Regions from separate parts of the Anas platyrhynchos genome. Here region 1 is linked to region 2. A link is a contact called in public Hi-C data. All regions are on one chromosome and are shown on one strand. Each heading gives the region's core, a stretch centred on a gene start, on an enhancer-like site or on the middle of the called end of the contact. The rest is flanking DNA. Distances are from core to core; before and after follow the strand shown.

Evidence for each region. Hi-C and Micro-C count contacts between places; a contact is called where the count stands out from the background.
Region 1: a contact with region 2 is called in a Hi-C map of small yellow follicle, with 3 times the contacts expected there. The contact joins the promoter of NRIP1 here to the enhancer-like site in region 2. A contact is called at or near these places in 3 of 8 Hi-C or Micro-C datasets (liver, small yellow follicle and subcutaneous adipose tissue).

The regions. Positions count from the first base shown.
Region 1 is chr1:103,523,757-103,528,443 of IASCAAS_PekinDuck_T2T, forward strand. NRIP1 (nuclear receptor interacting protein 1) reads right to left here and starts at 2,126. Exons shown (of 5, transcript XR_005269054.2): 1 at 1,846-2,126.
Region 2 is chr1:103,482,741-103,487,477 of IASCAAS_PekinDuck_T2T, forward strand. The region is part of intron 2 of NRIP1 (nuclear receptor interacting protein 1); the gene reads right to left. Among named protein-coding and RNA genes, the nearest start is that of NRIP1, 41 kb to the right of the region's middle. Within about 2 kb of position 2,926, at least 6 of the 8 cell types and tissues checked have an H3K27ac peak or open chromatin away from gene starts, as enhancers often do. A contact at or near this core is called in small yellow follicle and subcutaneous adipose tissue, where this site is marked.

The DNA of each region.
Region 1 (4,687 bases), core at 876-3,375, 40 kb after region 2:
CAGTCAAACAGGAGGTCAATTTTCACCCCAGCCTAAAACATGCAGTCACTACTTGTTACTTCTTCCTTCCTGCTCAACAAAATGTATACCTGTGTATGTGTGCATGTATATACACACACATACATATATATACACACACATACCTGCATACACACAAACAATGCATTTAACATGCATTTAACTCATAAAAAACTGACCGTCTTGCCTCATAGACTATCCCTGGCCATACAAACGTTGATAAAATAACAAGAGAGCCCTTCTCAACCACAAGTTTGGGAAGACAAATGCCCCAGACAGCAGAAGTCACAGATCTGCCCAAGCACAGCCCTGAACGAGAACTTTTGCTCTCCGAGACGTCCGCTCTGGTCGCCCGTACAACAACAATTACTCAGATGCCATTAGATCAGATTTAAACCACAAAATACTCCCAGCTCAGAAAGCCTGTGTCATACGGCTTCTTAATGTGTCACTTTCTAGCGTGTTCAGCCAGGCCCACAAGCAACGCTTCAGGTTGGACTATTAAAGGTTTCCAGCTCTCGCTCAGGGATACTCCACCTTTCCTCCCTATGGCTCTTTGTAGGCTAGATCTGCACGCTTTTTTAAGTAAAGCTCTGTAACATCTCTAAACATTTATCGTGCCATGACTCAGTTAAATTCTGATCAGCCAAGGAGCTCCCAGGCACCGCAGGCAGGTCCCCCTAGACGAAACGCAGAGCGGTACGGTCTCCAGACTACAGAAAGACCATGCAAAAGGGGCCAACTTCCACTTCAGCTCTCCTAACACCAGCACGCTGCCAAAGCCAGACATTCCCCCGTTTTCTCCACACTTTCAACACGCGTCAGGCATTTCAGCTCGAGTCTCCTTTCAGTTAAAACGCTGTGGATCGGAATCCACGAGAAGACAAGCAAGGCACAAAGCGGGTGCAGCAGGGGCACGGCGCTGCCCCTCGTTTTGCCCACGCTCTGCCCCCGCGTCTCCTCGGGCTCCCCTCTGCTCCCAGTTAATCACCGAGCGGCACTCGCACAGCACGGCCGCCTCCAGCACCTTCCGCAGGGAGACGGCGCGGGGGGGGGGGGGGGAGGCAGAAATCACCTTTAAAGGGCTTCGGGGACAGGAAAACACGCCAGGAAAAGTAACCTTTAGTCTAGAAGGGAAACAGCGACGTCCCCGCGGGGCCGGCGCGGCGGCGATGAGGCGGCATCTGCGGGGGCACCCGCGGCCGCCCCGACCGGCGGCCAGGGGAAAGGGGGCGGGGGGCGCCCGCAGGTGGGGCTGGGACCGAGAGGGAGGGAGGGAGAAAGGGAGGGAGAAAGGGAGGCAGCAGCCGGCCTCGGCGCTGCCCCGGGCGGAGCTTCGCCGACCCTGGCCTCGACCCCGGAGGTCTCCCCCCAGCCAGCGCTCGGGCTGTAAAAGCCGGGGTCCCCCCCTCGCTCCCACGCCGCCCCCAAGCCCCCCAAACTTCCAGCTGGCCCCGTACGGGGGGGTCCCCCCCCGGAAGCCGTCCCCGCCGCGGCCACCCCTCGCCGGGCTCACCCCGGCATTGTTCGCTCCCCGCCGCCGCCCGGCAGCGCTGCACGGACAGACACGCGGACGGACGGACAGACAGACGGACGGACGGACACCAGCACCCTCCCCCCTTGCACACGCAGCGCCTCCCGCCCCGCGGCGGCTCCTCCCGAGCGCTGCCCGCCGGCCTCCCCCCCCCCGCCTCCGCCGCACGGCCGCGGCTCCCGGCCTCCCCCAGCGCCCAGCCCGGCTCCGCGGGGACCCCGAGCCGGGGACGGCGCCGAGCCGAGCCCAGCCGAGCCGCGCCGCCCCGCTGCCCCCCGACCCCCCGCACGTACGCGGCGAGCCGAGCCCGGCGCGGCGCCGCTCCCCTGCGCGGTTCGGGGCCCTGCTGCAATGCCTGCGAGGCTGACTTTCAAAGCCTAACCCGCAGCCGCGATCCTCCCCGCCTTCCACCTCGCCCGGCGCGGCGCAGCCCGGCTCCTCCTCCTCCTCCTCCCCCCTCCCGCGCCATTCATCTCTTCAGCCAAGTTTCTTAACCCTTCTCTCACCCCGCCCGCGGCCGGCACGGAGGGAGGCCGGCAGGGATGGAGGCTGCCCCCCCGCCCTGCCCTGCCCTGCCCGGCCCTGCCCTGCCCGGCCCCGCAGCCCCCGGCCGCCACCGTGGGAGCGGGGAGTATCGGGGAAGGGGCTTCCCGCGGTTACCGCTTCTTGCCGGCTCAGCGCGGGCATTTTCCACCTTTCCTCCCAAAAGCATCAGCTGGAAACTTTGTTTTTTCTTTTTTTTTTTTTTTTCTTTTTTTTTTCTTTCTTCTTCCCAACCTCCCGCCCCCCCCCCTCGCTCGGAGCCTCCCGCGGCCCGCCCGGCACCTGCGGCGGCGGCTCCCGGACGAGCCGGGGGCGGAGCGGGCCCGGCCTCCCCCCCCCCCCCCGCCGGGCTCCGAGCCTCCCCCGGCCGCCCCCCCGCGGCCCTGCCCTCGCGGCCTGCGGCGCCCCGAGCGCGGCCTCTCCTGCTCCGGCCGGGGGGGGGGGGGCTCGGCTGGGGGCCGGGATGTGCCACGGGGGAGGCAGCAGCTGCCCGCACCCCCCCCCCCAGAAAAAAGGGCGGATTTGGGGAGCCGGGGCTGGTGGCCCCGTGTCAGTAACCAAGGAACGGGCGGCACGGGACAGAGGCTCCGAGCAGAGGCGGCCTCCATCTTGGTGGGTGGCAGCCACGGCGGCCTGGAGGCAGCCTCAGCTGGGGGGGCTGCACCGGGGCTGCTCTGCCGCCGGGCTCCGTGCCCGCCGAGGAGGGGTGGGAGAGCCCCGAGACACGCAGCCGGCTTGGCTGCTGAGGCTAGACTGCAAAAAAAGTGCGTGACCCCAGCCACATCACCCATGTGCCTCCGCAGTGCCCGTGTTTAGAACAAGCCTCGACGCTTGGCGTGTTGTTTGACATGGAGACACATCACGATACTTTGTTTCTCTTAGAAGTTGAAGACTGGAAAAGGAGAAGCAAATTTGTTTACGAATCGGCTATGAACTGTGCGATAGTATCTGTGTCAACATATGCCAGTATTTTAGTTCTAAAACTAACATAAAATAATTACAAGTGGTACACTCAAACATCTTTTCAGGAAAAAATAAATAAATAAATAAAAATACCGTTAAAGAATGTATGAATTTCCACTTTAAAGAAAGCAAAAGGGAGTCGTGCTTGTGAAAAGCCAAGTGCTTTAGCTTACAGATATCATGACTGAAAGTAGATGTAGGAATGTGAAGCAAAACCTCTTTTGCTTTGGAATGCACGGATTGTGTACAGGCTTACAGCGGAGCGAGTAATGCACTACTTGACCTATTTTTTGTAAGCCAATGAAAGATTTAGGTTAACTTCATCATCATGTGTTTTTAACCACTTTTTTCCAGAAAAGCAGCAGCATTTTCTAAAGCTGCTGCGTGTCACATTATATATACATGACAGTCTCTTTTTCTTTGAGGGAATGTCTCACAACATAGCCCGATCGTGCTTCCGGTAAAACAATGAGTTTTGCTCTTCATTTCCATAGTAGCATCATTAGCACATTCTCATAGTAAATAAATGATCTTTAATTTTTCTTTTTTTTTTTTTTTATTTGAATTGTCTAGGAGAAAGGAAATATTCTCATTACTGCAGCAGTTTAGCTGCTATTTCAATCAAGAATGTCTGTAGTAGAGACCTCTTTCATTCTTAACCTTAGGGAATTTATTGTGTAGACGAGAGACCTACAAAACGAGGAATCTTGAACAGGCAATGGAAAAAATCTTCATGAAATACTTGTTAAAATGCGTTTTGTTAGATAAAATATAGTTGGCTGAGGAAACAAGTTCTATATGATACAATCAACTGAGATTGTATCAAACAATGCTATATATTGATTTAGCAGATTATTTCCAACCCTTAATATTCATATCACACCAAATTTTGCCCATTACAGTTACCCAAAGTATGAGAATCAAAACAAGTTAGGAAATAAATTTTCTGTACAAGTGAAGAAAATACTGCAGCACACAATGCTTCTCTCAAGAAGTATCAAAGTGCTGATGTGTATTTGTTGGCTCTTTCTCTGTAGTCTTCAACCAAACTTTAATGCACACTCACTCTCCAAGCATAAAAGATGCACGTCTACCAATGCACCTACCTATCCACTACCTGGGGGTGGTGCCTATAACTTCTCTTCGCTATAGACGTCACAGAAGGAGACATCCTTTCAATTCTTCAAGGGAAATTCTTTATTATAAGATCATCTATAAATTGAAGGCCAATTATGACAGGAAAACATACTGGGTTTGGATTGGTCTTGGAATAATTTTATATTTATAGGGTTTATGTTAGAAATCAATCCTAGAATTGCAAGCCTGTAGCTCTCTCACCATGTTTTTTTTAGTCATAAATTCACATTTGGTAATAACAGTGAACCAATTATTTTTATATTTATAAATATATGTAATAATACACATACATGTGCACTCGCACACACTTTACAGTTGCTAACCATCAATCAATCTCAAGACAGAAAGCCATGCTTTTGATCTACTAGGAATTCTGGCAAAATCAAAATGCAATTGTAATTATTACATTCTTGCAGTTCTAAAATCAATCCTTGTGACTGTTTTAAAAATTGTTAAATAAAAATGTTGACTTACCCCCAAATTTTCCTTTGA
Region 2 (4,737 bases), core at 1,676-4,175:
TATTGACAGGGTTTTAATAACGCTGCTTTTGTATGTGATCTGTAGTTAGAAGAAAATACTGTACAAATACTCCTAAAAATAACCCTGAAAATAGCATTTGGCACTTCACCTAGAATAAATTAGCAAAATAGTTTTGAAATATCAGTGGCTTCACAGAGACACCATAAAAAAGCAGCATAATCAATACTGATGAGTTTGCCCTTGACATACTGACCGTGTCACCAGGCTATTGTCATGTGATATCATGTCATTTTCCCACCTGGCTCATGACCTTGTCCTTTAAATGACCCAAAGCTTCCCTCAAGTAGCAGGAGGCCCCTCCCCGCTGTCTCAGCAAGGTCGAATGGGTCAGCGTGTCCTCATCTATAATCCACCACCATTTGTCAGCAGGGAGGCTGGAGGAGGCAGGCTTGCTACAAGGGGAGAATGCCCAATTAGGCAGCTGTCACACAAAGCATAGGCTGCAAAATTATCCCCTGTCAAAAGAAAGAGCAGCTGCGGGTGCCAATTACAGCAACCTTTCAACCCTTTAGGTACTGGAAACTACACAGAAGTAAATGAAGTACAATTAGTGATAACAAATCGATGAATTAGGACAGTAAATTAGGAATTACTAGCAGGTGAGCTTAGGTCTCCCATAATATTAAGGGCACAGCACACCCCAGGCAAGGGCAAGAACATACAAATTTCGCACAGCAGATCCGTTTTGTCCTATCCATTTTTCTTGTGTGGAAACTGTTTTCCTCCACTGTTTTCTCCTCACAAGCCTCATCTGAAGACAGACAGCACAAGGAAGCGAAGAAAAGCAGCCCAAAGGGGAAACAAGTTGCAGTGCCTGCTCTCCCCTCCCTGTCCTGGCAAATGCAGTTTCCTCCTTTCTCACAAGGAGGTTCTGGAAGCCAGCACAATCTGTCTGTTGTAAGCATACTCCATTTCAGCCTGACATTTGACATTTGCTGCACCTCCTGTTCCAGCTGAACAAGATTCACCCAGGAAAAAAAAAAAAAAAAAGCCTAGAAACCATAAACAGAAAGAACAAGAGATATTGTCGTATGTTCCCAGTATATTCCATGTCATTTACACATGAAACACTCGGCTGGGAGATTTCAGTGCTTAACTTCTGACAGCAGAAGGAAGACTTATTCCTCCACGTTTCAATTCCCCGATGCACCATGCAGTGGCATCTCTGAGCGCACGCACAGCCCGTCTTCTAAGTTGGCTAGCAGAACCCTACCCAGTGCCTCTGCTGCTGGTGCTGTGTGCTAGCGACAAAAGCCAGGTTCTGCAGAGCAGAGCAGGGCAGGGCAGGGCACAGCAGAGCAGGGCAGGTCGCGCTTCCCCTCCGAAAGCTGCCAGCACAGCAGGTGCTGTGGGGACGTGCTGCCAGCAGGAGCAGCCGCGCTACACGGGCGAGCTGGCCGGTGGCTCACTGGGTTCCGCACACGTGAGGTGACCGCAGAGGTGTGGGCACCTGGTCGGTAACAGGGATTTCGCAGCACAGGAAGGCCAAAAATCAAATCAGGGGAGGAAATGTTGGGGACAGGCTTAAAGGGGTGGACAGGTCACACACACAGCCACCCCAAACCACGTCTCAGGCTGTTGAACCAACGCCTCTGCACTTTTAGTCACACAGACAAACCTGGGGAACACAACTCACATTCCGAGATCCCTCCTACAATTAGGTTTTCCAGACAGCTCACAGTACTTTAAAACTAAGTGAAGTTGCCATTTATATTGCCGGTTCTCTCCTCTCAAGCTCAATTCCTTTCTCTCAAATTCACCTTTATAGTAGTCCAATTTTCTTCCAGTAGCACTTCTGAAACAATATGTGCATGCTTGCACTGTAATTCGCACACACACATTTATGCTAATAAATTCACTAAAATATAAAATATGGTAGAAATTAAGTCTCTCGTGTCTAGGAAGCAATTTCCTATGGCTATCTCTTGATCTCTAGCCAGCACGGCATATTTCACTGTAAATAAATAAATACCTGGCTTTCATAACTCAGATAAGAAAATGCATAATACAATCCCAACTATAAATAGACATAAAAATGTTCATTTAACAGCAGTTGAAATATTGCTCATCAAGTTTGACATTTTCTTTTGAATAGCATATGGAAACTGCAGCGTACTGAAAGAGTTAATGTGTTTAGAATTCAGTTTCCATCATACTTGGGTGACTATCTCTTTAAATAATTTAAATCCTCTCCATCAACTACAAAGCTGTTTTGAAGCCATTTAGCTTTGTTCTTTACATGTGTTCTAATTAAGAAATGACCTTGTCATCACACACACCAGAAATCCTGGATTATTTCCTGCAGCAAAAATCTACGAAGCCAAAAAAAAAAAAAGAAAAAAGAAAAAAGAAAAAAATACACACTTCTTCCTTTAGTGAGGAGCTGAGGAAGTTGTTGGTTGGCTGAATGCTGAAGCAGTTTCACCGCATAATTTTTTTGCTGTTGTTGAATGTCACAGGGCGGGTTAGCGTGACCTTGAGCTGCATCAGCAGCACAGCAAGGGTCGAGATGCCTGCAGGCGCCCTTGTACTGGATTTGCAAGACAAAAACCTTCAAACTGGCTGAAGGACATCTTAAATCTCTTCAAAGGTTTTCCGAACTAATCTGGGCTGCTCTTAGCCGGATCTGTGCCCGTGTGAGAGGCAAAATTAAAAACAAGGTCTTTGACAGGATGTTGTCTGCTCTTAACCCTTCTCTTGCAGCAGGCAGCGTATTGCAGGCGTGCTGAAGGGACACTTTCATAAGCAGCAGAGATGAACACAGTTCAACCGGCAGCGTTCTTTCATAACAAAATTATGTAAGCAACCATTTACTGGGAAGGGTGCTGTTATTAATACAGAGCAGGCTCCCTGCATAGCAATCGCCATCCCTCTCCACCCCCAGCACAGTGCCCTTCCCCACGCGGCTGTGCAGTCCGGGAGCACTGTGGTGCCGTGCCCTGGCTCAGGCTGCTCCCAGCGACACAGGTAGGTAGAGGGGTGCTCAGGGTGCTCAGCGTTTCGGGGCCACAGGATCCCTGTCTGTACTTGCTGTGAACTAAGGGTTTCTTCAGAGACCGGGCAGCCCCCATCTCAACAGGTTGCGAGCTTGGCGAGGCACGTAAGAGGAGGAGGGTCAAGAACACGAGGAGGACTGTTTGGCATGCATCAGACATGCTTTATGAGGAGAAATTAAGAAGCGTCCACTCCTCATCTGACCCTGTTATTTCCTTCTCACTCATCCCAAGCTGGGAAGGAAGGAGCAAAGAGGATATTAACATGCGACAGGCCTACCAGGAGTTTGAGGGCATGAGCGCACGTACTGGGGAACTGAAATAAAGACAGCCAGCCTCTCTGCTCTTGACTGCTCATCATCTGACAAGTGACACAGAAGTTTTCTAAAAACTTGAGTGAATGCACAGAGATAACCAGTAGGAAAGGCCCAAGGCACGCATGGTTACTCTACAAAACCACAGATTTACCCAATGGATGTGGCAGTGTCATGCAAATGCAACTATCAACATATTTAAGACATGGCCACTTTCTTCAAAAGCATACTTGCACACACACCCTCCAGCTTCATGAAGAAAGAATTTCCCAATGAATAACAACTTTTCGTACTCCTACTGAGGAAATAATATGGATTCCTGTGTCCAAAAGTAAAGAAAAAGCATAACCACCTTATCTTCATGTCTGTTTTAGTGGTGGTATTATTCAAACTATCAAATTTCTGCAGGCAAAAAAAAACACAAATGGGTCAGAATAATCTCAGCGTAATCAAGAAAAGTTATCACACTTGAGAATCATCTTTTACTATTTCTAGGATATACACCATGCAAGTCCTTGTGGAGAAGAGGAAAACAGAGCCATTCACACCAGCAGAGGGTGTTCTAATTCTTTTCTGGTTGAACATTAATGGCTTAAGTTAGTCTGGTTTTGTATAGCGGGTCTTTAAAGTACTATGTACTCCTACACAAGAGCAAAACACACTTAAGTTAACTGAAGAAGGACACAGCTTTGGCAGTAATGTCACAACTGTTATGACACTATCCTCCACCTACCACTAAAATAGACTCACTTCGTCATTCCCGAGAGTCATGGCTTTTCTCACAAAATATCCTCCTTGTTAAACAACTAACCATGTTACATGCTAGACTCAAGTAACTCTAGTGAGAGCACCTTTTATATTGGTAGAGGAGGAACTTGTACAATACACAGGACTTCCCACAGACCCACCAAGGCTTCTAACATGTTTATTAGGCTTGGACAGAGGGCCCCAGTGTTCCCACAGCGCCTGGATGTCACAATAACCTCTGCCATTACTCAGAATGCTCTCAAGGTTTGCCTCGCAGGAAGGTCCCAGACCGGCTCTGGTTCACAGCCATATGGGAATGGCACACAACCAAGCATGCCTTCTCATCCATTTTGGGACTCTGGCAAATGGAGATTGATCAGATCCACACATGTGGTTCATTAATTGTTCTGCACAAACATTTTCTTTTTGTGCCCCTTGAATAACAAAACACCAGACAGGCAGCCAATTGTGGTTTAAAAAAAGTTTTGCCTGTTGGCCTATTACACTTTTTTTTTTTTTTTTTTTTTTGAAGTAATGGGTCCTACACTGTTTCCTAGAAAACTTTCTAGTTTACGCCAGAGTTACCAGGAAAAGGGATTAGGTGATTAGGTGAGACCAACTTAAGTAGTTTATATTACACGTCAGTCTAGCAGAAAATACTG